Linked DNA regions of Mus musculus: regions 1, 2, 3, 4, 5 and 6 are each linked to region 7. The links are chromatin contacts, called in public Hi-C and promoter capture Hi-C maps. All regions are on one chromosome and are shown on one strand. Each heading gives the region's core, a stretch centred on a gene start, on an enhancer-like site or on the middle of the called end of the contact. The rest is flanking DNA. Distances are from core to core; before and after follow the strand shown. Region 1 holds the start of Pdcd5 (programmed cell death 5). Region 2 holds the start of Cep89 (centrosomal protein 89). Region 3 holds the start of E130304I02Rik (RIKEN cDNA E130304I02 gene). Region 4 holds the start of Dpy19l3 (dpy-19-like 3 (C. elegans)). Region 5 holds the start of Nudt19 (nudix (nucleoside diphosphate linked moiety X)-type motif 19). Region 6 holds the start of Rgs9bp (regulator of G-protein signalling 9 binding protein). Region 7 holds the start of Gpi1 (glucose-6-phosphate isomerase 1).

Region 1 (3,735 bases), core at 56-2,555, 1.4 Mb after region 7:
GGATCCTGAAAAAAAAATAATTTTTACCTTTTAATGGAGTGGAACTTCAAAAGAAGAGAGAAGAACACATGGGTCAGGGAAAGGTGGGGTGAGGCACATTTGTCACCATAGTTAGCACTTAGGAGACACAAGAATCTCAAGTTACCGGCCAGCCTGGGCTATAAACAGAGACCGTATTCAAAATAAAGTAAAATACCAAATAAATGAAAACAAAAATAAAGGGCTTATTCGATATTCTTTCTGCTATAATAGGTTCCCGAGGTGGAAACTGGACCTCACCAAAAAAAAAAAAAAAAAAAAAAAAAAAAAATCAATAAGTCAGTTTCCATTTGCAATGTTGTGTTCGTTTTATTAAATAAGGGCTGAGGGTGGAACTCAGGGAAGAGAGGGTGTTGTGTATGCTAGGTAAGCACTGTGGCCCAGGCTAACCCCCACTCCCAGCCCCACATTTCCCAAGCGTCTCAAGTCACAATCTAAAAGAATGTTTGAGAACGCACACATTCCTGAAAAGGCCCCGGTATCATGGAGCCCTATTTTTAACCAGTGAGAAGACTGGAAAAAAGAGACCCTGGCTTGGCACGAAAGATGCTGGCTCAAAGGCTCAAATGCTTGCCACTGAGGTCACCCACCACCACTAGCGTTTGTCCCAAGGCAAGTTTACAACCCGCTACTCCCTCCTAGCCGGCACCGCAGGGGCTGAGCACCATCTCTGGAGTCCGCGGTTCGACTCCCGCCCGGGGAGGCGCTGTCAGAGCGGCGTCCTCCGCACCAGAGCTCAGAGGATCCCCCTCTACACAGCGCGGGCTTCCGGTCGGCAAGACCCCCCCCAATCCGAGGACACCCCAATCCCGGCGAGGATCGCCTGAGGCTCGACGGCAGCGAAAACCGAGACTTGGGGGGTGGGGTGGGGGGTGACTCGAAGGCGCGCACACCCCAACCCGCACAAGCCTCACGCGGGACCCTACGGCAGCCGAGGAGGCGGCGGTGACCTCCGGGGACACCCCCATCCCCGTGGGCACACACACGTTGCCATGGGGTACGCGGAAGCCGGGGTCCCACGAGCAAACGCCGAGAGCCTGTGCCTGGGGCGAGGGCGTCACCTCGCCCGCCCGCCCGCTCGCTCACTCACTCCATGCTTGGCCTGCAACTCGGCCAGCCTCTGCTTCCTCAGCGCCTCAAGTTCTTCGTCCGCCATGGCGCGGCTGTCCCACGTCGCGCAGGCGCAGCGGCCGTCGGGGGTCGCGCAGCCGCAGCCGCCCTCCGGTACACTCGGTTGGAATCGCTTCGGCCGGAGACTCGAGCCCGGCGCCTTCGACTGCGCAGACGCGAGTGATGCTCAGGCATCAAAAGTCGAGTGCCGAGTTGGGGCTGCCGGGCCTCGGCCAGGGTGCCTTGCAGAGGACCGATCCTGCGATGGGAAAAGGGGCAGAACCTCTAAGAGGGCGCTTGTGGGTTCCCAGGCTCTGAACTGCGCGTTAACACGCCCCACCCTAATGATTCCTAGGACTGGCAATGGCGCAGTTCTGCAAGGTGTAAACTCCTTAGTCGACGCCCTGTCTGCTTTACCCCAACCCCCAAGGGCCTTTGCTGAGAAGATGCTGTGTGTGTGAGTGTGTGTGTGAACTATGGCAATACACACACACACACACACACACACACACACACCCTGATTTTGGAGTGAGGGTCCCAGTAAGGGATGGAGTGGGTGGAAAAAAAAACTGCTCAATTCTCCAATCCTGTGACTTGCTTATGGTATATGTATTTTAATTTTTCCAAATACATCTAACCATTTTCATTATATATATATATGGAGGTAAGGGATGAGTGAGCCTGAGGAGACAAACATTGGACCCCTGGAGTTGGAGTTCCAAGCAACTGTGAGTCACCTGATATTGGGTTGAGAATCGAATTCTGGTGCTCTGGAAGACTAATACACACTTTTAACCACTGAGCCATCCCTCTAGCCCATATACCTACATCCACCCTGTTGAGCAATGGCTACTCTCTATAAATTTTTCATCATTACAAACTGGCACCCACTCACTAAATAGAAATTATTTATTATCCCTGGTTCCCATTACAAAACAATGTTCTGTCTGTATAAAATTGCCTATTCAAGCACTATTTATTTATGGCTGGCATATTTGACCAATCATATACCACCTTCAAGTTTTTTATCCATGTTGTACCATGAGACAGAACTTCATTCTTGATTGGATTTGGTGGGTGTGTGCCTTTAAAGTCGGCCAATCCAGGGGCGTCTGAGGCAGGAGGATCTGGAATTGAAGACCAGCTTGCCATTACATAGTGAGACTTTGGCTCCAACCAAACAAGCTCTCCCCTCCCCCATTTCATTATTTCCTGGCTGAACATATTTACTGTACAAAGCACATTAGATGTATTCATCAGTTTAACCTTGTTCACTTTTTGCTTAGTGTGAGTAAAGCCACTATCAATGCATGTGTTCAAATGCCTGCCTGCAATCCTGCCTTCAGTTATTTTAAATATGTATCTATGGATGGAATTGCTGTGTTAGGGACTGTGGTGGTTTGAAAGAAAATGGCCCCCAGAGGCTCTTAGGGAGTGGCACAGTTAGGAGGTGTGCCTTGTCGTAGGTGTGTCTCGGTTGGAAGGAAGTGTTTTTCTGGGACTCTGAGGTTTCAAGTGTGCTCACGCCATAGTGTTACTTTCCCTGCTGCTCGCCTATTGATGCAGAACTCTCAGCGACCTCTCCTGTACCATGCCTGTCTGCACTACACCATGCTCCCTGCCACGATGATGATGGACTAAACTTCAGAACCTATAAGCCAGCCCCAATCAAATGCCTTCCTTTATAAGAGATGCCGTGATCATGGGGTCTCTTCACAGCAATAGAAATCCTAAACCAGACAGTTGCTTTTCTACTACTGTGATACAATACCATGACCAAGGCCATTAATAAAAGAAAGCTTTTAATTTGGAGCTCACAGTTCCAGAGAATTAGAGTCCGTGACCATCATGGTGGGGAGTATGGTAATGAGCAGGCAGGCATGACAGTGCAACAGCAGCTAAGATCTCACGTCTTGAGACAACTACTATTTTGAAAATTCAGAGCCCTAGTGACACACCTCCTCCAAGGCCACACCCCTCCAAGGCCACACCCCTCCAAGGCCACACCTCCTGTAAGGCCACACCTCTTCCAAGGCCACACCTCCTCCAACAAAGCTACAGCTCCTAATCTTTCTCAAATGCCTGTGTCAACCTCTCCATAGTTCTAATAGCATCTGAAACTCAACATACCCGTAGTTAACCCTTGACTTCTTCATCAGCTGTCCCTTCTACTTCTCCTTACTTTGGTAAATGTCACCGTTTATTAACTAGGTCAGAACACAAGCACCTGGACCTGAGGAAATGGTTTAGGTAGTAAAAGTGCCTGTCACCTAAGTGTGGTGACCTGCATTAATATCTCCTCCCCTCAAAAGCCTATCTGAATACAGCCTAGCATCCCAACCCTGGGGAGGCAGACCCAGACAGTCTGTTCAAAGTGCCGCTCTTCAGGTTCATTTCAAGACCCTGTCTCAAAAAATACAGTGAAGAATGACTGAGGAAGACATCCAATTGTTAACCTCTGATCTCCATGTGCACACATATCCAAACACACAAGTACAGTCTTGTGTGGCAGATGCTCCCTAGGAAGACACAATACACATGTCTATCAGCCCAGAAAGGGAACCATAAAGACAGACCAATATAAGA
Region 2 (3,419 bases), core at 238-2,737, 1.2 Mb after region 7:
AACAGCTCAGTGAAAACAGATGGGGATCTAGCCATCTCTAGCCCCCACCCCGCTTTTTGTTGGTTTGAGACAGGGTTTCTCTGTGTAGCCCTGGTTGTTCTAGAACTCACTCTGTAGATGAGGCTGGCCTTGAACTCAGAGATCCTTCGGTCTCTGCCTCCCAAGTGCTGGGATTAAAGGTGTGACCCACCACCACCTGTCCTAAACCTCCTTTTTAATAAAATAAAACCCAAAGATTTATATGTAGGTTTTGCTCGCATATGTCTGTGCACATGTGCAAGCCTAGTGCCCCCAAAGGCCAGAAGAGGGAGGAGTCTGACTCCTTGAGCCACCATGTGGGTGCTAGGAATTAAACCACGATCCTCTGTAAGATAAGCCAGTCCTCGTAACCACGGAGCTCTCTCTCCAGTCCCCTTTCATTTTAGTCTATGTAACTATTTTGAGACAAGTTCTCATAGCCCAAGCTGGCCTTGAACTTGCTATGTAGCCCCAGGCTGGTCTCTAACGCAATGATTCTCCTACTTCAGTCTCAGGAGTGCTGGGATTGCAAAGGAACATCACCATACCCAGCATTTCTCTCACTCTCTCTTTTAACGTGCTGGGAAGAAAGGGGTATGACAGAAGACAGCTCACTGACCTTGCATCTCCTGAGCCAGTTGGGACCCGCGCCATTTTTCACTAGCCACAATATGTCCTAGTGGCACGTGGACCGGACCGGTCCCATCAGGCGGGTTCCTTTCCATCCGTGGTTTTGGTCTAAATGAGGAAAATGCAAGGTCTCACTAGAGCAGGCGCTGTTGCACACAGTTCTACACGAAGTCGGGACCTCTTTGACAGGATCTGTAGAGTGGATTTTCAGGCACTGAGCTACTTCAACCGAAGTCTGAATTCAAGAGATTATTTATTTTCAAAATAAGACTGGGTCTTCTTATCACGCTTGGCTCTGTACTGATAGTTGACTCCAGCTGGACTTGAACTCAGCAGCCCAAGTGCTAAAATGACAGCCGGGCGCCACTACCCCGAGCTAAACCCGGGAGATTTCTGTTTGAGTGACTCCGTCCCTCTTTGTAAGCACCTCCCTTAGCTCTGGTGTCCTAACAGGACGCTTACGGTGGCTCTTCCATTCGGTCCCTGTCCTTCTATTCGGTTCCTGTCCAGGGCTACAAAGGCAGGGAAGCTCACTGCGCCGGGGTCTAGAATCTCCGTGGACCTCACCTGAGGCCCTGCCACTTCCGGGTTCCCACAGCCCGGGAGCCCTCTTTAAAATTCTGACCGCCCTGGCCAGCGTTTTATTGGGTGATAGGTAAAAGATGGGCGTCTACTATAGCCAATAATCGAACGGAAGTCTCAGCTTGCTTCCTCTCTGGCTGGAATTTGAATGACGCCTTGCTGGGTTGTCAAGAGCAACGGGTGGCAGTAAAATTGACTCTGATAGGCTGAGACTCAAAACAGAGCCAATGTGAGACATGCTTGTTGTAAAGTCGGGGGTCCGCGGGAGCTAGGCTGTGGGGAGCTGTGCAGGCTGCGGGGTCTACCTTCCAGCTAGTCCAGCGCCTGGCGGCTCAACCCGCAGCCCTCAGCTCTCAGCCAGGATGCTCCTCAGCTTCCGCAGGAACCGCCGGAGCCAGTTCGTGAGTAGTTCCAGGCCTTCGAGTGCGGTTAAAAAAAAAAAAGATTTATTTATATGAGTGATCTATCTGCATGTATGCCTGCATAGCAAGAGAAGGTGTCAGATCCCATTACAGATGGTTGTGAGACAACATGTGGTTGCTGGCAATTGAACTCAGGACCTCTGGAAGAGCAGACCATGCTCTTAACCACTGAGCCATCTCTCCTGCCTTCATGTGCAGGTTTTAAAGACTGAGATAGGAGCGAGGCGGGATCGCTATCAGGGAGCATTAAATTCCAGAAACCCAGACTAAATGTTCCAAAGAACCCTTCATGTCCAGAGCCTGCCACAGACAGGAATCTTGGCCTCCCTGTCAGGATTCTCCTCTTAGCCGGGAGTTCACTCCTGTCTTGGAGAAAACTTCCCCCATGAGTTGATTCCTTTCCTATTTAGGGTATATTAGCCCAGCTCACTTAGTTAATCCTCTCTGGAAAAGCCCTCCCACAGACACCCAAAGGTGTGCTTCATTACACGGTAGGTATAGATTAGCCCAGTTCAGTTGACAATTGAAATCGGTCAGGAAAGCTGCCGTGAGCAGGGAGGTGTGAATGAATCGGATAGCCATGATGGTGTGCCCCAGTGAGTGCCCTTGCCTCACCAATGGGGATTGGGAACAGCGGCAGGTGTGTGTGTAAAGACTCTTGTGGGGCCGGATCCCTAGAGTGACCTCAGTTTGGGAGGTGATGGTGGCCCAGGAGCAAGGTGATCTTCTCCCGGTGACCTGCCTTGGGTTTCATTTGTGCAGAACCACATCATCCATGGCTTCCTCCCCGCAGCCAGCATCGCTCCGAAGCCAGCGGTGCCACGCACACCCCCTCCTCGGAGCCCCAACCCTTCTCCAGAGAGGCCCAGGTAAGTCCCAAGATGAGCAGCACCGAGGGTCACGCCCGTGCTTGACCATCAAGTCCTGAATCCTGGAACTGATCACACTAGCCAAAAGGCCACAAGTAGAGGGCTAGACTATTACGCTCTGTGGTTACCTCTGCTCAGAGATGCACTAATATGGCTTCTCTGAGCATCAGTGGACTTGTCTGGGGTGTGGTACCTTCAATGGAAGATCTCAGATTTCAGGATTGGGTACAGTTGGTGCCTACTAAATATGAAGCACCAAATTTAAGTTAATCCTTCCATCCATCTTTCCTTCCTTCCTTCCTCCATTCCTTCCTTCCATCCTTCCTTCCTTCCTTCCTTCCTTCCTTCCTTCCTTCCTTCCATCTTCCCTTCCTTCCTTCCTTCCTTCCTTCCTTCCTTCCTTCCTTCCTTCCTCTTTTCTTCCTGGGAGTGGAAGCCAGGGCCTGTGCATGCTAAACATGTGCTCTACATATCTCAGCTTAGTGTCCATCTAGGTTATCAGTACTCTTAGGAAAACTGCACAAAAATTTCTTTCTAGGTACAATTCTGCCTTAAAAAACAAACAAATAAACAAACCCAACAACAACTACTACTACTTTGTGTTAAAAAGAGTGAACGTATTCCTTGCCAGATGGTGTTCCTAACCACCTAGTGTTCAGTGTAGTAGACAGCCAACTCTCTTTTCATTCCTTTTTTTTAAAAAAAGATTTATTTTATTTATATGAGTACACTGTAGCTGTCTTCAGACACACCAGAAGAAGGCGTCAGATCTCGTTACAGATGGTTGTGAGCCACCATGTGGTTGCTGGGAATTGAACTCAAGACCTTTGGAAGAGCAGTCAGTGCTCTTAACCACTGAGCCATCTCTCCAGCCCTCTCTTTTCATTCTTGGGATCGC
Region 3 (3,553 bases), core at 750-3,249, 1.6 Mb after region 7:
TAAACAAACAAAACCCCACACCAAAACAACAGAAGCGATGGCCAATGAATTTCACACTCTTTCAGACATCTGTTTTAGCCAAAAGAAGGTAGGGTTCCTCTGTTCTCTGAAGTGCCCTGGCTGCATGATCCAGGCGAGTCACTCTTTGTTTTAGCTTCTTCTGGTGTGAAATGTGAGGGGAAAGCTGGATGAACTTTTAGAGATGGAATCACAAACTGCCTATTAAAAGTAACCTAAAAGCTAGTTTTACTTCACATCTTACAAAGGTCAGTTACAATTTATTTAAAATCTTCTCAGCTCAATGTAATAATAGCAACTGAGAGAAAAACTGGAGTATAAATACAGAAGTATACTGGTTTCATAGTATAGAGTGTCTTACCTGCACCTAGCCTGGGACAATATTTTGACTTTGCAGCTACAATTAAAACACAGTCGTAGCTAACATCAAGTAGTGTTCAGCTTCATTGTAATTTATGAAACACACATGCCAAACATAGCGCTGAAGACCACCTGTCCTGGAGCTGCAAACCCAGAATTAGGCCTGCGTCCATTTCCTGTAATATTCCTGTAATTCCTGGTGGCCAAGCCCTTCTTTGGACACAAAGTGTCAAGGAACACCTCTGAGGCTCACAGACGTGAAACAGTGCCTGGCTTCAGAACTCAAACCACGCTTTCCCTAGTATACCGATTTCCCTTTCCATGCTCAAGGTGAGCATGATCAAGTAACAGCACCGGATGGATGCTAGGCAGCAGCAAACAGCTTCGTTTGCTCAGAGTTCTGTGGGTCCAGTCACAGTGGTGGCGGTTTATAAATAAGGCATCTCAGTGAGATGTAAGTGACTTACCCAAGGTTACATGGCTGTTAGTGGCAGAGCCAGTGTCTTTCCAATCAATTTCTGAAACAGATAGTCTCCTGGATCGATATTCACAATCCAGCTGTGGCCAAGAAGGAAATAAACACCATCAAACACGTCTCTCCATTGGCGGGCGAAACACAGTAACTTATTTCGGCAGTGAAGAAACTTCCAATACTTAACATTGAAAAGAAATTTCGGAAAGCTGTTCATGCAATGTAATTGTGTGAGGCAAATTTACATAATTTACTTAACAAGTAGAGGATTTTGCAGAAGCTAAAACAAATCAGCCTGGAAAACTTCTAACAATTGTATATTTTAAACCTCCCCCTCCATGTAAGTAATTCACTCAGCAAACTACTGCTTTTACTGACATAATTTTCTAACCAATATGGAATAATAAATGACATATTGCTATTCTAACTTTAACCGAAATTACAGCCTAAGGGGTGATTATGTAAATTAGTCAAACACAGTGGGCAGAAGAGTACCATGAAAAGATGCGACAACGTGGCTTGACCTATATATTCTCCAAAGCAGTTTCCTGCCCTGGTCCTCCTTTTTTTTTTTGGCTACTGTTTTCCTATTGTTGCTTTAAAGTAGGCTTATTCGGTTCCCTTAGAAAGTAACTTAGCGATTACAGTTAAGTAAAATTAGTACACCGCTAGGGCATCCTCCGAGTTTCCAGAGTTACCATGGTAAAGGAATGAAGGGTCAAACTTTCTCTTTTTAATCAATATAGCAATCCATACACAGAATCAGACCAGTAGAGTAGAAAGTACAAACTCAGACAGAAAAGGGGGTAAATCCAGTAATTGCCTTGGGCCATGTAGACTGAAAGCAAATTCCTGTCCACTGTCAGCAACCTTTGGTGGGGGTGGCTGCCTGGACCTAATTAATCACCCAGGCCTCGGACTCCAAACAACGATCGGGATGCCCCAGGTCTGGAAAGGTGGGCACTTTCACCAATGGTCTCAGCGATCTCTGGAAAGATCAGTCAATCCCAGAGGATGTGTACGTGTGGGAGGCCACGATTGCTATTTTTCGTTTGCGCTGGCATTTCCTACACCACGCAGTGCTTAAAGGACGGGGGATTAAAGAAACTTAAGCTCCATCCTGGCTGGCCTAAGCGCTTTCACGTCTCCAGAAGGCAAAGGCGCTTCAGCGGGACCTGGGGAGCAACGGGACCCCCACCCCCAGCGGCACGGCGGGCCCGGGGTCTCCACAGGCCCGACAGAGGGACGACAGTACACACAGGGCCCTGGAGCTCAGGCTCGGGTGCGTGGCAGTGCCGCGGGCGTCACCGGCGAGGAGGAAGCGGGCGTCACCAGCGAGGCCGCACATGGCCGGCGGCGCTCAAGCGGAGGGGCGGCCCGGGGCGCGGTACCTGCGGTCGGGCGGCGGGCTGCTGCTCCTGCGAGCCTCCTTTGGCCGGCCGGGACCCCACCGTACCCTCGCCCTCGTCCGCCTCGCTCCCGACTCCTTTCCCTCTCTTTCCCCCTTTTTGCCCCTTCCTCGGCCGTGGCTCCAAGATGGCGGCGCCGAGACAGATCACGTGAGCGGCGAGCCGGTCAGGTGAGCCTGGAGGCGCGCGGCGTGGGCGGGGCTGTGGTGGGGTGGAGCCACCACAGACCACGCCCTCTGGCAGAAAGGGCCTTAAGGCTCTGGGCAGATGCTGTGGCCATCCAGGTCCTGTCAGAGCTGGTGTTGGTCTAGAACTCAGTTGATATCCACTGTGGCCTCAACCTGCTGGGGCATTCTTCATCCCCTCATTTACCCCATCGTTCTTTACATCCTTGTGCTTGTGAATCTGGCTGGACTTTTTTTTTTTTTTTTTTTTTTAAAGTTTATCGAGGGCTGGAGCGATGGCTGGAGTGATGGCTGGAGCGAGGGTTGGAGCGATGGCTCCGTGGTTGCTCTTATAGAGGACACAGGTTTGGTTTCCAGCACTCATACAGTGGCTCACAACCATGTGTAACTCCACTTCCAGGGACTCAGAAGCTCTGGCCTTCTTCTGACCTCCACAGACTCCAGACACACACATGGTGCTCAGGTATACAGATAAGTAAGCCATTCACACACACAAAATATTATCTACGTATTTATTTATTGTTATTTGTGGAGACTTGTGGTCAGAGGAGAATTTTCAGGAGTCTGTTCTTTCCTTCCATGGTATGGGTTCTGATATTGAACTCAAACCTTCAGACTTGGCAGCGAGTACCTTTACCCATTGAACCACATACCTCCTAGATAAATGCTCTTCCACTGAGCTATTGAGTTTCCTGAAACAACTCATCCTGGCTTCTAATTCCTTATGTAGTTAGCCCAGGCAGACATTTGAAGTTGTGAACCTCCTGCCTCAGCCCTCCAGGGTAGCTTGGGAGAGTAGATGTGTCTCCACCATACCAGGCTCTAATTGGAGCTATTATTTTTTTCAGGCATCGTATGCTGAAAAATGTAGAGGTCCTAACCGTATGTCTGATGAGAGGCAGTGCTGGCTCTGGGTCAAAAATACTTTCTTTTTTTTTTTTATGTTTAAAATTTAAAAAAGCATTTATTGATTCGTGTGTGGAAGACAGAGGACAATTTTCTGGAGTTGGTTCACTTTTTCTCCCGTGTAGGTCCCAAGGGTTGAACTCGGGTTGCAGCTTTGATAGAAAGTTCTTTTACCAACTGAACCTTCTTGCGGTCCTTGAAAG
Region 4 (3,708 bases), core at 724-3,223, 1.5 Mb after region 7:
GAATTTCTGGGTGCTGGAACAAGTGTCCTTCATACATCGCACCAATTTTTTTTTTTACCCTATTAGATCGTGACATATGTTAATACGCAGAAGGAAAAGTAATCCAAAATACTGCTTTAGTTCCAACCACCTACCAGATGGCAATTTCTTTTCCAACTTCACATCTTCTTTTGGTGATGGAAAATCCTCAGAAACTTCTATGGGTTTTGTCTCTTTTCTTTGCCGGATGTACATCATGATGTCAAAGACTCATACGCATTGTTCTTCCAACCACTCCTACAAACAACATCCAGATGAATGCCCCATGGAAATGTCAGCACCCACTTTACCCAACACACCCTTATGTGCTTAAATGGCCTGTCTTAGCCTGCTGTCCCCTGCTCAGCAGACCCTCCCAAACAAATCTTAATCAGCCTTTAAAGATACAACACAAATGTTTAACTAAACCACATTGACGAAGCACCTTTCCTCCAGCAGGCACTGCCAAGAGGGAGTGATACAGGTAGGGATACAGGTGAGCCACGTGAAGATGCCCAGGACTTCTTCCAGGAAGCCATCTTGGATGCTGCACCCTTGTGATGTTTTCCCTCCCTGATTCCGTAACACTAACTGTGGGATTTGTTGCGTGACACAGTTTTACATTATTTTCTACAGTTCCTACAGAAAGTAGTGGGTCTGATTTATTCCCACAGAACTGACCACGTGGGAGGGATTCCTAGTAAACTTGTGACAGCCAGATTTTGAAGAACTGAAACACTGTTTCTGATACCTGAATTTTAGCACCTGTGTTCTTTGAAAAAAAAAAAAAATCCCTGCTAAGCTTTATGCCTGGATGTCAAAGACAGTAAGACAGTGCGGGGCTGTGCCAGTCAGGGTGGCTGCTCTCTCTGGGGAGCAACTGTGGGTGTAGCTGCGGGAGCAGTTACCTAGTTTGGAAGCTATGAGGGGGAGGCGGGGGTGTGGTGGTGGTGAGTAAGCTGGCTTCAGTCCCCCGGGAACATCTTGCCTGGTTCCTCTGACTAATGAATAGCGTTTTACTAATTATCTATTAAAGATGAGGAGTAGCCAGACGCGATTGTTTCGGCAGCTAATCCAACCTGCACTCTAGTTACCAAAGTCTATGTTTATCTAACGGAAAGGCTCTTGCTAAATACAACAGAGGAAGCCAACACCACACAATGCTTTTGTTAAGATTCATTCATTCAAAAATGCTCAGACTGAACACAGACTCAAATGCAGTGTGCTCAAAAAGCACAAGAAACGGGGGGGGGGGGGGGAGAGAAGAAATCTTTTCAAAGTCTTGCAGCCACAGCTGGAATCCTGTCCCCTCTTGAGGAGTTATACCCTCCCTGCTAGCCCTCGGCGGGTTAGGGCTATACAGGGGGCCCACCTTACATCTACCCTGAGCCTGGTAAAGCAGAAAGTTAACAAACATGCCAGGTGCTAATTACATTTCCCGTCTGCATGGCAACAGCCTCCCCAACTAGGAAACAAAAAGTTGCTCCGGCCAGCCGGACTCAAAGCCCTGCCAGACATTAGCAAAGAGACCCTAAGGCAATTCCTGGACTACTGACCAGGACGCGCGCCACTCCCCCGCACCTGGAGCCACTCCCCTGCGCACCTGGCGAGCCCACGCGAGGACCAGGTGCTAGCCGGCCCGGGGAACCTCGCGACACTCGCTCCCGCTCTGAGACGCTCCCTCCCACGCCCCGCCCACGTGTCCCGTAGACACTGCGCGTCCAGTCCCCTCGCGGCCCGACCCCCAGCCACAGACCTGCGGCCTCAGCAGTCCTCAGGGGCGGCTCGGGTTGGCAAAGAAGCACCCCGAGCACCCAGGCCTTAGGGACGCGCCCACTTCACGGGCTACAGCGAGGTGAAGACTAGGAGGACCCAGCTGTTCCCGGCTCTGTGCGGCGCGCTGCAAGGATGGGCCTGGGGGGCGTCTACAGCCCGGGGAAGGGGCGCGCCGGGGAGGCCGGGCCGCTACCGCTGCATTCATTGGTCCCGGCAGCTGTTCGTCAACGCAAGGCCCCGCCCCCGCCTCCCGCGCTGCCCCGCCCCGTCTCGTGCGGCGCACACCGGAAGGAAGAGGTACACTTCCGCTCAGAGGGCTGTTTTGGGGGTGTTAGGCTCCGAGGCAGGTCTTAAGCTTGGCTTGTTCCTGTGTTCGGAGTCCCTGGTGCCCCGAAGAAAGGTTACCCAGTCTCGGGGGACCTTCCCAGCTCTACCTCCTGCCTCCAATGTCCGGCTATATGCACTTTCGACGTTGTTTAGTGATAAAATCCGCAGACACTTTTGGGTCTCCAAAGACATGCCTCTCAGTCCCCACACCCCCAACCCATCCACACCCATCCTCCCGCCGCCGCCGTAGTACTGCTCTGGCCTTTGTTGTTAATTCTCCTCCTTAACATGCACCTTCAGTATTGAGTCCTAGATGTTCCTCTTATCTTTAAACTGCTTGTCAGCATCTTTTCCCTCTCTTTGAGACAGGGTCTCACTTTCTAGCTCTGGCTGGCCTGAAATTGCGTGTGGACCAATTTGGCCTCACGTCTGCCTCTGCCTCCTGAGTGCTGTGACTAAAGGAAGGTGTGCGCCAGACTGAGTTTTGGTAGTGGATGGCCCACTGAGATCAGTACCTACGAAAAGGCAGCCTGTCATCTAATTCCAACAAAAATTGTTCCATACACCCTGCCTTTCTTAGCTACCTGTCCCTGATAGATCTTTTTCTCTTTTGGTTGTCGACTGTTAATACCAAGAACACACTGCTCAGAATGCTTTATTAGATAGCCCCTCACCCCACACCTACTTAAAGTGATTTGTGGAACATGTAACTGGTGTGAGGCGCATGTCCCTGAGGGGAACAGTATTCAGCTGCTGCTTCATGTCTGTAACACGAGGCAAGAACTGTCATAAGAACGTCGGGTCGTAGTGCTTCTCATAGAAAGTGGGTGCGCACTAAGAGTAAAGTCTGAGATTTAAGGTCTTAGATGGCGCTCCTGTAGTCCTGCTGAGGAAGGAGGCTGCCGCAGGAGGATGACAAGTCCAACTCTTGCCTGGGCCATATGCAGAGACATAGAGTACTGGCTTGTCACAAGCATGCAGCAAGACGATGAGTTGTAGTGAAGCACGATAGAAAGGCAAGGGAAATTATGGAGGAAGGAGAAGGAATTTCCCCCATTCCACTGCAGATCTAGATGAACCCTCGCCAGCTGCAGGCAAGGATCCCAGCACAGAATACTTGCTGTAAAGTTTGCTAACAGAAATGATGAGTTCCTCTCATGGATCTTATGTTAAACAGGGTCTGCTTTAAGGCCCGAGTGTACTTGACCTTTGGGCCTCATTCCTTTCCCCCCCAGATTGGAGTTTCAAGGGCGATGCTTACTAACCTTTATTTACACTAAAAATATCCTACCTTAGGGCTGCAGAGATGGCTCAACAGCTAAGGGCTGCTCCTCCAAAAGACCCAGGTTTGGTTCCAGAATCCATGTGGCAGCTCACAACCATCTGTAACTCCAGTTCCAGGGCATCTGATGCTCTCTTCTGGCCTCTGTGGGCATCAGACAGGCATATGGTGCACATATATACATTCGGGTAAAACACCGATACACATACAATAAAAGTCCTATAAAGAGCCTTCCTGCTCTCCTGTGATGTTGTCAGTGGCAGTGCTGACAGGTGTCCCTCGGGAATCACTCTGATGAATGAAGA
Region 5 (3,525 bases), core at 996-3,495, 1.3 Mb after region 7:
CCATCACAGAAGCTCTGTAAGTATCTGTACCAAGAGGCCCCTGAGAGGAAGTCTAGGTTATGGCAAACTGACAAACTCCTGTTCTCAGCAGTTCCATTGGTCCAAAGATGTAAAGGAACTATCAACATAATAAAATAAAAAGGAAAAAAATTCAAAAAAAAATTAAATTAAAAAAAAAAGGAAAAAATTCGCTTTATAGTTAGTTACTTTTTATTCATGTATTTTTGCCTGCTTAGAAATCTGTACACCAGATGAGGGCCAGAAGGGGGCGTCAGATCCTCTAGTACTGAGGTTACAGGCAGCTATAATGCTTCCAGAAATACTATTTACAGTTGATATTTCATTTAAAAAAAAAAAAAGCAAACTTAAACAATTGAGCTGGGTGTGGCAGCACACGCCTTTAATCATAGCATTTAGGAGACGGAGGCAGTCAGAACTCTGAGTTCAAGGTCAGCATGGTCTACAGAGTCAGTTCCAGGACAGCCAGGGCTACAGAGAGAAACCCTGTCTCAAAAAAACACAATCAAATATTAAAAAGCAAAAAAACAGCCATTGAGTTTACTCAATTGGAATACTGAGAGGAAAAGGTTGAAATGAGTGAACGAGGCATCCAGGTCCAGTGGGAGGCCAAGCTGTCCAACATATGTGTAACTGCAGGTACAAGAAACAGGGAGTGGCGCGAGAGACTGGCTCAACTGAGATCTGGAGAGGAAGCATCCCGCAGAAGGCCTGAGTTCAGTGCCCAGCACCCATTCAAGGTAGCTCACAACCTTCCTCAACTCCTGCTCCAGGTGATTAGACACTTCTGGCATCAATGGGCACCTGCACTCACGTGCATATACTCTCACACCAGAACACAACTTAAAATAAGTCATTTTGTTTATTTTACAAAAAGGAAAATAACGGGCAGTTGAAAACATTTTTTTGCATAAATAAAAGATGAACTTGAAGCGGTGGCACACTCAAGACCTCGGGTCCTAGGCCTGAAGCCTAACTAACTGTGCCTGGTGCATTGCAAGTGACACGAAAAAGAAAGGGAGGGAGGGATGGAGGGAGACAGACAGACCAACTCGCGCGCGCGCACACACACACACACACACACACACACACACCTACCACGCGTGCGCATGCAGAGAGAGAAAGGGGTTAGAAAAAGGAGAAAGATGGAAAGGGAAAGGAGAGAGAAAGCGAAAGACGAAGGAAACGGGAACAGAGAAACAGGAAGAGATGAAGAAGGAAGAAGAAAGTTAATGACTGAAATCCTATAATGTGTTCTAGAAACCCGAATGAAAACGATTTAGGGCATGAAGTGAATTGGGAAGTGTCCAGAACAGGCAGTTGGGAGCATTGCCGCGCCCCCGCTTAGGGTGAGAGTTGAGTCCTTGAGAGCCTAAAGCAAGGTCACGCACGTGCGCCTTTGGTCTGGGGTAAGGCTCAGCGCATCCCGGGGGGCGGGTCCCGCGACCCCTACCTGGTAGCCCACCACCTCGGCCACGTCGGGCTCCACGCGCGGAATGTCGCGCAGGCAGCACAGGAAGAAGGTGGTGTCGAAACGGCGGATGGTTCGCCCATACGGGGTGAGCCATCCGCCCCAGTCGTGCAGCGCCCAGATGTCAGGCGTGCAGTCTAGGTGCGCACACAGCTGGAGGAAGCAGCGCGGGTCACTGCGCACGCGCGAGCGCCATTCGGCCAGGCCGGCCGGAGGCGACAGCGCCTGACTGGGCTCCTGAGAAGCTGGAGCCGCGTCCCGCGGCCGCAGGAGCAGCACCCCCGCCTCCTCGAAGGCTTCGCGGATGGCACAGATGCGCAGCGCTACGTCATCGGGCAGCGCCGCGGGGTCCGCGTCGCCGTGGGACAGCCCGGGGAAGGGGGGTTGCCGAGGGGGCTCCGGGCCTAGGCCGAAGCGCGGCGGCGTGTGCCGAGGCGCGAACAGACGCACCCAGTCGGGTGAGCTGTCGGCCGCGTCCAGCACGCCGCCCGGGAAGACGTGCGCGCCGGGCAAGAAGCGCTGGTTTTGTGCTCGCTGGAGAAGCAGCAGCCGGAAGCCGGCCGGGCTCGAGTGGGTCCAGCCTGCTGCCAACATCACGGTGGCTGCCCGCCGCCAGCTGCTCGAGCTGCTCATGGCCGGCGTCCTTCAGATCCCCCTTAGGAAGTGGCCGGGTCGTAGAGTGGTGTCCAGAAGCCCTATAAATGTTGAGGGCCTGAAAAATCCGGCCTGGCGGCTTCCGGAGGTTTACTTGTGGGAGGAGCGTGATTCCCGCGCCAGAGCACCTCCTCGAATGCCCTGCGCTTCAGTCAGGGTCATTCTCGCCCTGTCACAGCCCTGTCACAGCTGCTGCAGTCACCAGCCAGCCTCTGGGAGCACGGGTGCCAGTGTGGAGTGGAAAATAATTTCTAGTTGTGAACCTTTCCCACTAAACGCAAACGACTAGGACTTTGTCCCCTACGCTGGCCTGTTGCCTGTATAGGAGGTTCCAAGGTGTCTGGAGCTCTCTTGAACCATGCTAATAAACGAATGGGTGGATCAGATGCCAAGTTAGACTAACTACTCTGTAGTTTGAATGTCTTTGGCTAGTCCCTGTCCCTTGGGGTAGTCTGTCTTAAGTTGTAGATGTTGTTATTGCCTGAGCACCTGAGGATCAGGGAAAATTATCTTAGTGTGATTAGTTCTCTTTCTACGTGGGAGATGTTTAATCCTAGACTAGCAATGCTTCCCCCTCCTCTCCAACCTTTTTTCCTTTTTTCTTTTTCTTTTTGTTTTTGTTTCTTGTTTTGTTTTGTTTTGTTTTTAGACAGGGTTTCTCTGTGTAGCCCTGGCCGCCCTGGAACTCACTCTGTAGACCAGGCTGGCCTCGAATTCAGAAATCTGCCTCCCAAGTGCAGGGATCAAAGACATGCGCCACCACTGCCTGGCTTCCTCTCCAACTTTTAAGTGGCTGGAGGACTTGCACTTCTATTTTGTTTTTTGGAAACAGCTTGTTTCTGTCTCCCTTTTTGCAGCTCTCTCTCAGTCACCAACTCTTGTAAATCCCATCCTAACTGATCACATATTTTTAGGGTTTCGGATGAGTTAGGCTGTATTCTTGGGGCTATAGAGATGTTTTTTGTTAGTTTTGAGAAAGTATTATTATGTAGTCTTGCTTTTTTGGGAACTTGCTATGTAGACGACCAGGCTAGCCTTGAACTCACAGAGATCTATCTGCTTGTCTCTGCCTCCCCAAGTCTAGGACTAATAAAGGTGTGTGCCAGCCTCATCATTTTGCAGTTGACTTTGGTTATTTTTAATGTTAACCTGTCTAAAGATGGAGCTGTCTGTGTACTTACTGCATCTCCAGAAACAGAAAATGGGGCCACAGGTTGAGAAGTATCTGCCCTTAGTAAGATAACCTGCCGCCGCCGTCTATCTGTGAGCCAACAGACTACCCTTGTCTAAACTGATGCTCTTGGCACTGACACGGGAAATTTGAGCTGAAATTTATTCTAAATCTATTATAGAGCCCAGGTGTCATTATGGGAACTTTTTTT
Region 6 (3,463 bases), core at 112-2,611, 1.4 Mb after region 7:
CCCATCAAACTCAGAGGGACCTGGGGTCACTGTGGACCGATTTCTATTAATAGGAGGTAAAGCTCCTACAGACATTAGAGGTAATGGCCTGGCCGCCCTGTGCTGTTAACTCCTCTTGGGCCAGCATGTTAAAAAACAAAACACGTTTTGCCCAGGCAGAGGTGGGCTTTGAAAGGATCATGTTCATATGCACACATTCAGGCTCACTACCTCTCTCCTTAACGGTTCAAACCCGAAGCCCATGCCCTGGAAAGAAAAGGGGCAGCGGACGACCGTTGGATATCAGTCAGCTCAGCTTTGCCACACATAAGGCGAGGGCCACAGCCACCAACAGCACGGCGCTGAAAACGGTGGCAGCCAGGGCCTTGCTGGGGTCGCAGGGGCCCGCGCGCTCCTCTACCGAAATGCCACCGGCTGAGGACGCGCCGGCACTGGCACCGGACAGGAGTTCGGCGCCTGCCGCTTGTCGCGCCTGTACAGTCCAGCGGGGCACGTTGACTTTCATTTCCATGTCGTCAATCATCTCGCCCACCTGGAGGACTTCGCGCTCCAACTGGGGCAGATCGGCGACATCGAAGTCGCTCTCCGCTTCGTGCCGCAGGCTGCGGGCGCTCAGGGCGCGCGCAGCTACAGCAGAGGAGCCGCCCGTCACCCCAGTGCGAACAAGTGGCCGGCGCGGCGCGTGCAGCGGGAAGGTGGCTCCCAGCGCTAGTGCGCGCTGCATGTCGGCTTCGAGCAGGTCCAGGCAGCCTGAAAAGGCCACCCAGAGCCGCTCAAACTCCGCGCGCTCCTCGGTAGCTAAGCTCCGGTCCCGGAGCGCGACGGTCAACCGGGCGCCGGTGGCCACGGCCAGCTCCCGCGCCTTCTGGCGGGTCTTCTGCAGCTCTTCGCGTAGGTCCTGAGTGTCCGCGGAGCCGCCCACAGTAAGCACTAAGTGATGGTAGCACGCTGTGGTCTTGTTGAGCGCGTCCAGCAGCGCCTTGCACTCCTCTCTGGCCATGGCGCTGCCCTCCGGCGGTACCCTACTTGCAACCTTCAACGTCGTAGGTCGCCTCCAGCCCTGATGCCAGCCTTGAGCAGGGCGGACTGAAAGCTCCTCATGTCCTCGCCGCTGTTCTCAACAGAGCTCTCCAGGGACCCTTGAGGTGCGCCTCCGGCGTCCCCACGGCTGGGGTAGTCTGGTTAGCTTCTCCCCATCCGCTCCTCCATTTCCCCCAGACGCGCTCCGGGTCACGCGTAGTGTCTTTGCACCACTTTCTTTTTCACGGCGGCTCCCTGAGAAGCCCAGAGTGAAGACCCCATCCTTGATCGACCCCAAGTCTCCAAGACGAGCCGCGCGCCTTAGCCCCGGCCAAGGGCAGCAGGATCCAGTTTCCTAGGACACGCCTCCAGCCACCAGTCCAGGCCCGGGGCTTCCTCCGCCCGCCCCCCCCGCCCCCTCCCCGCCCCCGGGCCAGGGGTAGGCGGGGCCCAGCCCAGGTAGATCAAGTGTGGCTTTCCCTCTTCTCCCTACCATGATAATTCTGGAACCTTAGCGCCCTACAAATTCAAGGTTTTTTTTTTTCCTACTTTGCAGACGAGGAAAAGTGAGACTCGGTAGAAAGAATGCTTAGCTTATCGCAGCCCATGCTAGTGAAGGGAAAGGACCAAGGGACTAGACCCTGTAGGCAACAGAGTAGGGTGGCTCGGAAGTCTGGGCACCTCCAGTTTGCATCACCAGTAGCACGGGCGATCGACCGGGTAGGATTGTTACTTAGTTGGAGCTCTCTTCTTCATCACAGTCTAACCCCATTTCAGGGGCCCAGCTTGGACCCCACCCCTAATATCAGATCTTCCTTAGGTCCCGCCTCTCGAATTCTGGGCACGCGCACTCCCTGGTTCTGGGCGGGGCTAGCTTGAGTAGGAAGCGCGGAGTCGCCTGGGCCCCACCTCCGACTGAACTAGACTTAATGATTGCTCTGTTTACGTGTCAGTCTCGACTAAAACGACCTCTTATTGGACAGACTGGAGCAGGGTTCCGCCCAACGGCGGAGTAAAGAGGTAGGCTGAAGAGTGGAGCCACCGCACCCGGGTGGTGGGCACTCAGGTCCCAGCCCAGGGTCCGGGAGGTGCTGTCGTAGCACAGAGGTGAAACTATGTAGCCTCTTAAGTAAGTGTCTTCTGCGGGTATCCTCCAGCGCCTCCCTACTCTGGGGAACGCCGAGGTCGGGCGGGGCCTGGGAGAGGAAGGGGGAGGGGTTCCCTGCACTGAAGGGGAGCCCCAGGCTGGGCTGATGGGCCCCAGGGGCCCGGACCCGTGGCGGGCTGAGCCTCCCAGCTCTCCCGTTCCTCTGCGGTCCGCATCGCGGCGCGCACGTTGTCCACTAGGTCCAGAGGGATGCCTAGGCGGCGCGGAGAATGCATCTGTTCCTGTGGCACCACGGCAGGCCTGGGTCCCCCGGAGCTGGGACTTGGGGCAGTGGGCAGAGCTGTCGCTCCCAGGCCATGTGGCCTGGGAGGTTTTCCGGTGACCAAACTGAGGGAGGAGGCTGTGTGTTCAGATCCTGGTCTAGGCCAGCTGATTGAGTTTCCGCCGGGGCTGAAAGTGGAAAGGGTATCCCTGCCTGCTTTACACGTGGCGAGGTCCTCTCGTCCTGTATGTAGAGAAGACTTATGGAAAACTCAGGTACCCAGAGACGTACAACCACACAGAGTGTGTTCGGTTTCTTGGTTGAAAACGGACTGCCCAGATGCGCGCGCGCCAGGCGGTGCCCCTCCAGCCTCTCCTCCAGCTCCAGGGGACCTGGACACTCAAGGCGGGGTGGGTGGCAGGGGAAGCAAGTGACACATCACCATCTAGGAGTGAGAGGCTTGGGATAAGAGGGCTAGTGAGACTGGACAGACAGAGTTCTCAGTGGCTGGGATTTCTGTTTCATTCTGTGGAGAGATGCTCCTGTTTACATCAAACACTGTAAACTTCCCATTGATCCGGAGCGAAAGCAGCACATAGTAGGGTTTTCAGAGTCCCCCAGTGCAGGCCGTGGTGGTGTGTCAACCGACAGGATCTAGGGCCCTGAACCCCAGTACTTACTGTCACTCAGGGGTCTTTCCTTTAGCCAGCTCAGCTGTCGGTTTGCATTCAGAATTTGGATATTGTGAGACTTAGCCATTCTTGGGGCAGGGCGGGGTGATGATTGCAGCCACGCAGGAGCCACCCACCCCCATGGGTTTTGATAGGGGACTAGGTTTGGGGACCGAATGGGTGGAAGGAGGGAGAACCCATCCCTTTGGGAAGCTGTAGGGCATGGGGAATGATGGGGCTTAGAAAATGGACAATGGCCAAACACCAAGTATGGATCATTCAGCTTGTTAAGGGGGGGTGGGGGTGGGGGAGGAGGCTTGGCGGGGCGGGGGTGGGGGGGAGAAGGAAAGACAGAGGAATACTGTATAGGAGTATTGGAGAGGTCACTTGGGTGTGGTTCAC
Region 7 (3,724 bases), core at 214-2,713:
AACGGTCGGCAAAGAGGAGGAAGAGGGGGGGGGGGCGGCGGGTGTAACTGCTTACCTCGGTGTAGTTGATCTTGGAACCACTGAACATGTTGTCCCGTGCAGCCTCCACGCCTCTGGACTTGGCCTAGGGAGAGAAGCCACTGCTGAGGTCTTGTATCCCATCCCCCATCCTCATCACCTATCACAAGTCCAGCCCCCCTCCCCCCCCACTCCCCCCCCCCCTTGAGGCTGACAGATGTTCTTCATAGACAGATTCCTTTTCCAGCATCTTCAAAGAGTCTGCTCAATCAGCAGGGGGCCTGGAGATCCCTGGGATACCAACTCCACACCGGGACCTAGAACCCAAAACAAAGCGCAGCCCCCACCCACAACCCAACCCAGAGATCACAACTCCCCAGTCAGAACATTACCAGCTCCACCAGCATCTGCATCACCTCCTTGTTCACAAGGTTCTTGGAGTAGTCCACCAGAATATGCCCATGGTTGGTGTTGAGGTTCAAGCTGCAGAAAGATGGAGACGCTGCTGGTCACACCCCAGCGGCAGTGCCTGGCCACAAAGGCTGACCTGTAGCAGTGTTAAGTAGTGTAGGAAGCCACGCCACAGAAAGAAGATGTAGACAGATCCTGGGCAGAACTTCCCCCTTCAAGCTCCACATCTCAAACTTACAAGGAAACACCCAGGGAGAGGTATCAGGGACGTCCAGTGAGGAACCACAGGTGGTCATCCCAGGTCCCTCGCCTCCTGGCATCAGTGACAAGGCACGAAGATGCATCACATGTACGATTTCTTCCACCCTCCCTTCTATTTCGCAGTCGCTCACAAGTCTCTCTGGCCTCTGCATCCTGCCTCCGCCGCTCTATTTTTACACCGTGGCTCCCAGGAAATCTCAGCCTTACCCACCCTGTCTGACCAAAGCCCACTAGGAGCAGGTGGGAGGGGACAGCTCTCTCGTGCCTGTCGAGCCAGCAGCGGCTGCTCCTCCTCATGGGTGGTTAGAAATCCCTACTCAAATGGCTGAGACTGAGAGGCGGGGGCGAAGGGATCCCCAAGGAGGAGCCGATTCCTCCTAATGACTAAGCAGCCTCGGCCCTCTGGCTAGCACGCGGGTCCCAAAACCCACTCCAAGGAGGCATCAAGGACAAAGTGCGGCCCCGGCCTGGGCCCTGCAGGGCTGCTGGGGGGGGGGGGGTCACGGGAGCCCCGACCCCGTGCGTGCACCTGAAGTTGTTGAAGCGCTCCGGATCCGCCTCAAAAAGTTCGCGCAGCTTGAGGTTGGCAGAGTTCGCGCGGTGCCACTCCAGGAGCTTCTGGAACTGCGGGTTCCGGGTGAGCGCAGCCATGGCGAGGGACCCGAGAGGTACACGGAGCAGGACGTGCTCGGAAGAGGAAGGAAAGAGGAGCGGCGGCGCGCGGCAAGTCGGTACCAGTGCGCGCAGCGGGCTTTATGGCGCAGGCGTCCGACCCCGCCCCGCCTCCGGCCCCGCCCCACCTCTGTCCTCCGCGTCCGCTAGGCGACCTTGCCGGCAGCTGTAGATCTGGGGGCCTCTGCTGGCCTCTCTGTAACACAAGTGTGGCCACTTGCGATGAACCTTGGCTGGCTTCTGTTCGGAAGTGACTTGAAGGGCAGAGGCGGAGTTTCTCGTGCCAGATCCGCTTGCTTCTTTCATTCATTCATGTATTCAATTCAGCAGAACTTTTTTTTTTTAAAGAATTTATTTACTATATGTAAGTACACTCTAGCTGTCTTCAGACACTCCAGAAGAAGGAGTCGGATCTCCTTACGGATGTGTTTGCTGGGATTTGAACTCAGGACCTTCGGAAGAGTAGTTGAGTGCTCTTACCGGCTGAGCCCAATTTAGCAGAACTTTATGGAATGCCTTCCTGGTTAGAGGTACTAAAGCAAGTGTTGTGGGTACGTAAGCCAAATAAGTAAATAGAATTTATGGGATTTCAGAGCTGGCAAGTGCTCCTGAGAAGAGGCAAACTGGATGAAGCCCCAGAGATGAAACTGTGGTTAAGAACACATAGTTCCCTTGCAGAGGACCTGAATTGGGTTCCCAGTACTCATAACTGCCTGTAACTCCCGCTGCAACCAATGGGAATACCAATGGCACTTGCATCCTTATGCTCATACCCACCCCACACATAATTAATGCTAAAATTATATACCCACCCCACACACATAATAAAAATTGTATGTCCACTCCCACACATAATTAATAAAATATCCACCACACAATAAAAATGAAATTATATGTATATATATTTAAAGGCAGGTTGGAAATAAGCATTTCCTTTAACTAAATGGTTAAGAAAAAAAAATTCACTCTTTATTATATTTGAGTAAAAGCATGAAGGGGAAGAAATGAGCCAGTTGGCTACCTGGAAGGAAAGTGTTCAGTCAAAGGGAAAAGACACTGCAAAGTCTGAGACAAGAGCACCCATAGATGTCCCACAAACAGCACCCATAGATGTCCCACAAACAGAAGACACATGTGGCTGGAGTGGAGCAGATTAGGGGAAGAAGTCATAGAGGTGACATTAGAGAAGGGAATTCACCCAGTGGCTTACAAATCATTGTGAGAATTTTGATTTCTGTTTAGAGATGAGGAGCCACTGAACAAGTCCACATGGAGCAGGGACTTTATCTGACACACTGCCTAATGGATCAGTTAGCTCAGTGAGCTAAAGCAGGTCCTGAGGGAGGGAGCTTCAGTCAAGCAGGAGGAGACGGACATAGAGGATGGAATGAGTGAGGGATCCATAATCGCCTAGAGAGAAAGGGCAAGATATGCACTTTAGGATCCAACTTCCTAGAAAAACTGGATTCTTATCCACAAGTCCGAGGGACAAGGGAGACTTCAAATGAGGACGAGTAGGTGAGGTGAAGTGTTTGCGGGGGACTGCGGGAAATATGTGTAAGTCTTGATACTTGCTAAGCTTCCCAAACAGTGCTGGACATCTAGCACTGGGGTGGCAGGCACTGGGGTGGCACTATAATCCCAGCATGAAGGGAGGAAAGGCAGGAAGATCGAGAGTTCAAGGCCAGGGTCAGCAACATAGGAATCTGAAGCCATCACGTCTAAAAAAAACCCAAAACACAGGAACTGAGAATTTTGTAAAGCATTTGCCTCAGAAGCATGCGAGGATACGGACACGTTTACTCTCCAGAGCCCATGGAAAAACCTGCACATGGTGGCCTTTTGCAATCTCAGTGCTAGAGAGGCAGAAACGGGAGGGTCCTAGGGTTCAATGGCCAGCCTGGCCTCAGGGGTGAGCTCCAGATCTCACCAACAGACCCTGACTCAAAAAAGAAGCTGAAATTTTTATAAAGTATGTTTTTAAAAGAGGGGCTGGCGAACCTTAAAAAAAAAAGCAAGGCAGCTGTAGCGCACACCACTAATCCAAGCACTCTGGAGGCAGAGGCAGGCAGATCTCTCTGAGTTCAGGGACAACCTGGTCTGCAAGAATGAGAATGAGTTTCAGGACAGCCAGGACTGTATAGAGAGGCCTTATTCAAAAAAAAAAAAAAAAAAGGTGGGGGGAGGGAGAAGTGGGGCTGACAAAATAGCCCATGGGTCAAAGGTATTTGGGGCCAAGGCTGAAAACCTAAACCTAATCCCTGAAATCCACATATAGAAGGAAAAAATGAACTGCCACAAACTGTTCTTTGAGCACAGGCACTCTGGGGCACACTCCCTTCAAACAGGTCTAACTAAATAT

Evidence for each region. Promoter capture Hi-C pulls out the DNA fragments that hold promoters and counts their contacts. A called contact is a pair of places that touch in the nucleus more often than the background predicts. Capture Hi-C pulls out chosen DNA fragments and counts their contacts.
Region 1: a contact with region 7 is called in a Hi-C map of B cells, with 8 read pairs. The contact joins the promoter of Pdcd5 here to the promoter of Gpi1 in region 7. A contact is called at or near these places in 4 of 39 promoter capture datasets (the C10 cell line, liver and pre-B cells), 1 of 484 Hi-C or Micro-C datasets (B cells), 1 of 115 datasets of contacts at active chromatin or transcription factors (astrocytes) and 1 of 9 other capture datasets (liver).
Region 2: a Hi-C map of B cells shows a contact between it and region 7, with 6 read pairs. The contact joins the promoter of Cep89 here to the promoter of Gpi1 in region 7. A contact is called at or near these places in 4 of 39 promoter capture datasets (liver, neutrophils and pre-B cells), 2 of 484 Hi-C or Micro-C datasets (B cells and uterus), 2 of 115 datasets of contacts at active chromatin or transcription factors (astrocytes and pancreatic cancer cells) and 2 of 9 other capture datasets (adipose tissue and liver).
Region 3: a contact with region 7 is called in a promoter capture Hi-C map of liver, with 5 times the contacts expected there. The contact joins the promoter of E130304I02Rik here to the promoter of Gpi1 in region 7. A contact is called at or near these places in 2 of 39 promoter capture datasets (liver and pre-B cells), 1 of 484 Hi-C or Micro-C datasets (CD4 T cells) and 1 of 9 other capture datasets (liver).
Region 4: a promoter capture Hi-C map of pre-B cells shows a contact between it and region 7, with 2.3 times the contacts expected there. The contact joins the promoter of Dpy19l3 here to the promoter of Gpi1 in region 7. A contact is called at or near these places in 8 of 39 promoter capture datasets (the 3T3-L1 cell line, cranial neural crest, hematopoietic stem and progenitor cells and 4 more) and 2 of 9 other capture datasets (adipose tissue and liver).
Region 5: a promoter capture Hi-C map of liver shows a contact between it and region 7, with 2.6 times the contacts expected there. The contact joins the promoter of Nudt19 here to the promoter of Gpi1 in region 7. A contact is called at or near these places in 6 of 39 promoter capture datasets (the HPC-7 cell line, cranial neural crest, liver and 2 more), 2 of 115 datasets of contacts at active chromatin or transcription factors (astrocytes and stem cell-derived neural progenitor cells) and 1 of 9 other capture datasets (liver).
Region 6: a promoter capture Hi-C map of liver shows a contact between it and region 7, with 5 times the contacts expected there. The contact joins the promoter of Rgs9bp here to the promoter of Gpi1 in region 7. A contact is called at or near these places in 6 of 39 promoter capture datasets (the C10 cell line, HPC-7-derived erythroid cells, hematopoietic stem and progenitor cells and 3 more), 2 of 484 Hi-C or Micro-C datasets (B cells and CD8 T cells), 4 of 115 datasets of contacts at active chromatin or transcription factors (acute myeloid leukemia, astrocytes, embryonic stem cells and 1 more) and 2 of 9 other capture datasets (adipose tissue and liver).

What each region holds. Positions count from the first base shown.
Region 1 is chr7:35,646,177-35,649,911 of GRCm38.p6, forward strand. Pdcd5 (programmed cell death 5) reads right to left here and starts at 1,306. Exons shown (of 6, transcript NM_019746.4): 1 at 1,130-1,306; 2 at 1-5. The coding sequence starts at 1,195.
Region 2 is chr7:35,395,576-35,398,994 of GRCm38.p6, forward strand. It overlaps Cep89 (centrosomal protein 89), which reads left to right and starts at 1,488. Exons shown (of 19, transcript NM_028120.3): 1 at 1,488-1,631; 2 at 2,415-2,521. The coding sequence starts at 1,593. It overlaps Faap24 (Fanconi anemia core complex associated protein 24), which reads right to left and starts at 1,192. Exons shown (of 4, transcript NM_178643.5): 1 at 638-1,192. The coding sequence starts at 743.
Region 3 is chr7:35,800,593-35,804,145 of GRCm38.p6, forward strand. E130304I02Rik (RIKEN cDNA E130304I02 gene) reads left to right here and starts at 2,000. Exons shown (of 3, transcript NR_033567.1): 1 at 2,000-2,429. Zfp507 (zinc finger protein 507) reads right to left here and starts at 2,397. Exons shown (of 7, transcript NM_177739.3): 1 at 2,242-2,397; 2 at 846-936.
Region 4 is chr7:35,752,481-35,756,188 of GRCm38.p6, forward strand. It overlaps Dpy19l3 (dpy-19-like 3 (C. elegans)), which reads right to left and starts at 1,974. Exons shown (of 19, transcript NM_178704.3): 1 at 1,775-1,974; 2 at 135-276. The coding sequence starts at 237.
Region 5 is chr7:35,553,683-35,557,207 of GRCm38.p6, forward strand. It overlaps Nudt19 (nudix (nucleoside diphosphate linked moiety X)-type motif 19), which reads right to left and starts at 2,246. Exons shown (of 3, transcript NM_033080.2): 1 at 1,472-2,246. The coding sequence starts at 2,122.
Region 6 is chr7:35,584,221-35,587,683 of GRCm38.p6, forward strand. It overlaps Rgs9bp (regulator of G-protein signalling 9 binding protein), which reads right to left and starts at 1,362. Exons shown (of 1, transcript NM_145840.3): 1 at 1-1,362. The coding sequence starts at 1,000. The coding sequence ends at 287. It overlaps Ankrd27 (ankyrin repeat domain 27 (VPS9 domain)), which reads left to right and starts at 2,027. Exons shown (of 29, transcript NM_145633.3): 1 at 2,027-2,149.
Region 7 is chr7:34,228,873-34,232,596 of GRCm38.p6, forward strand. It overlaps Gpi1 (glucose-6-phosphate isomerase 1), which reads right to left and starts at 1,464. Exons shown (of 18, transcript NM_008155.4): 1 at 1,220-1,464; 2 at 411-501; 3 at 56-124. The coding sequence starts at 1,341. Gm12762 (a long non-coding RNA gene) reads right to left here. Exons shown (of 2, transcript XR_881947.3): 2 at 2,310-3,724.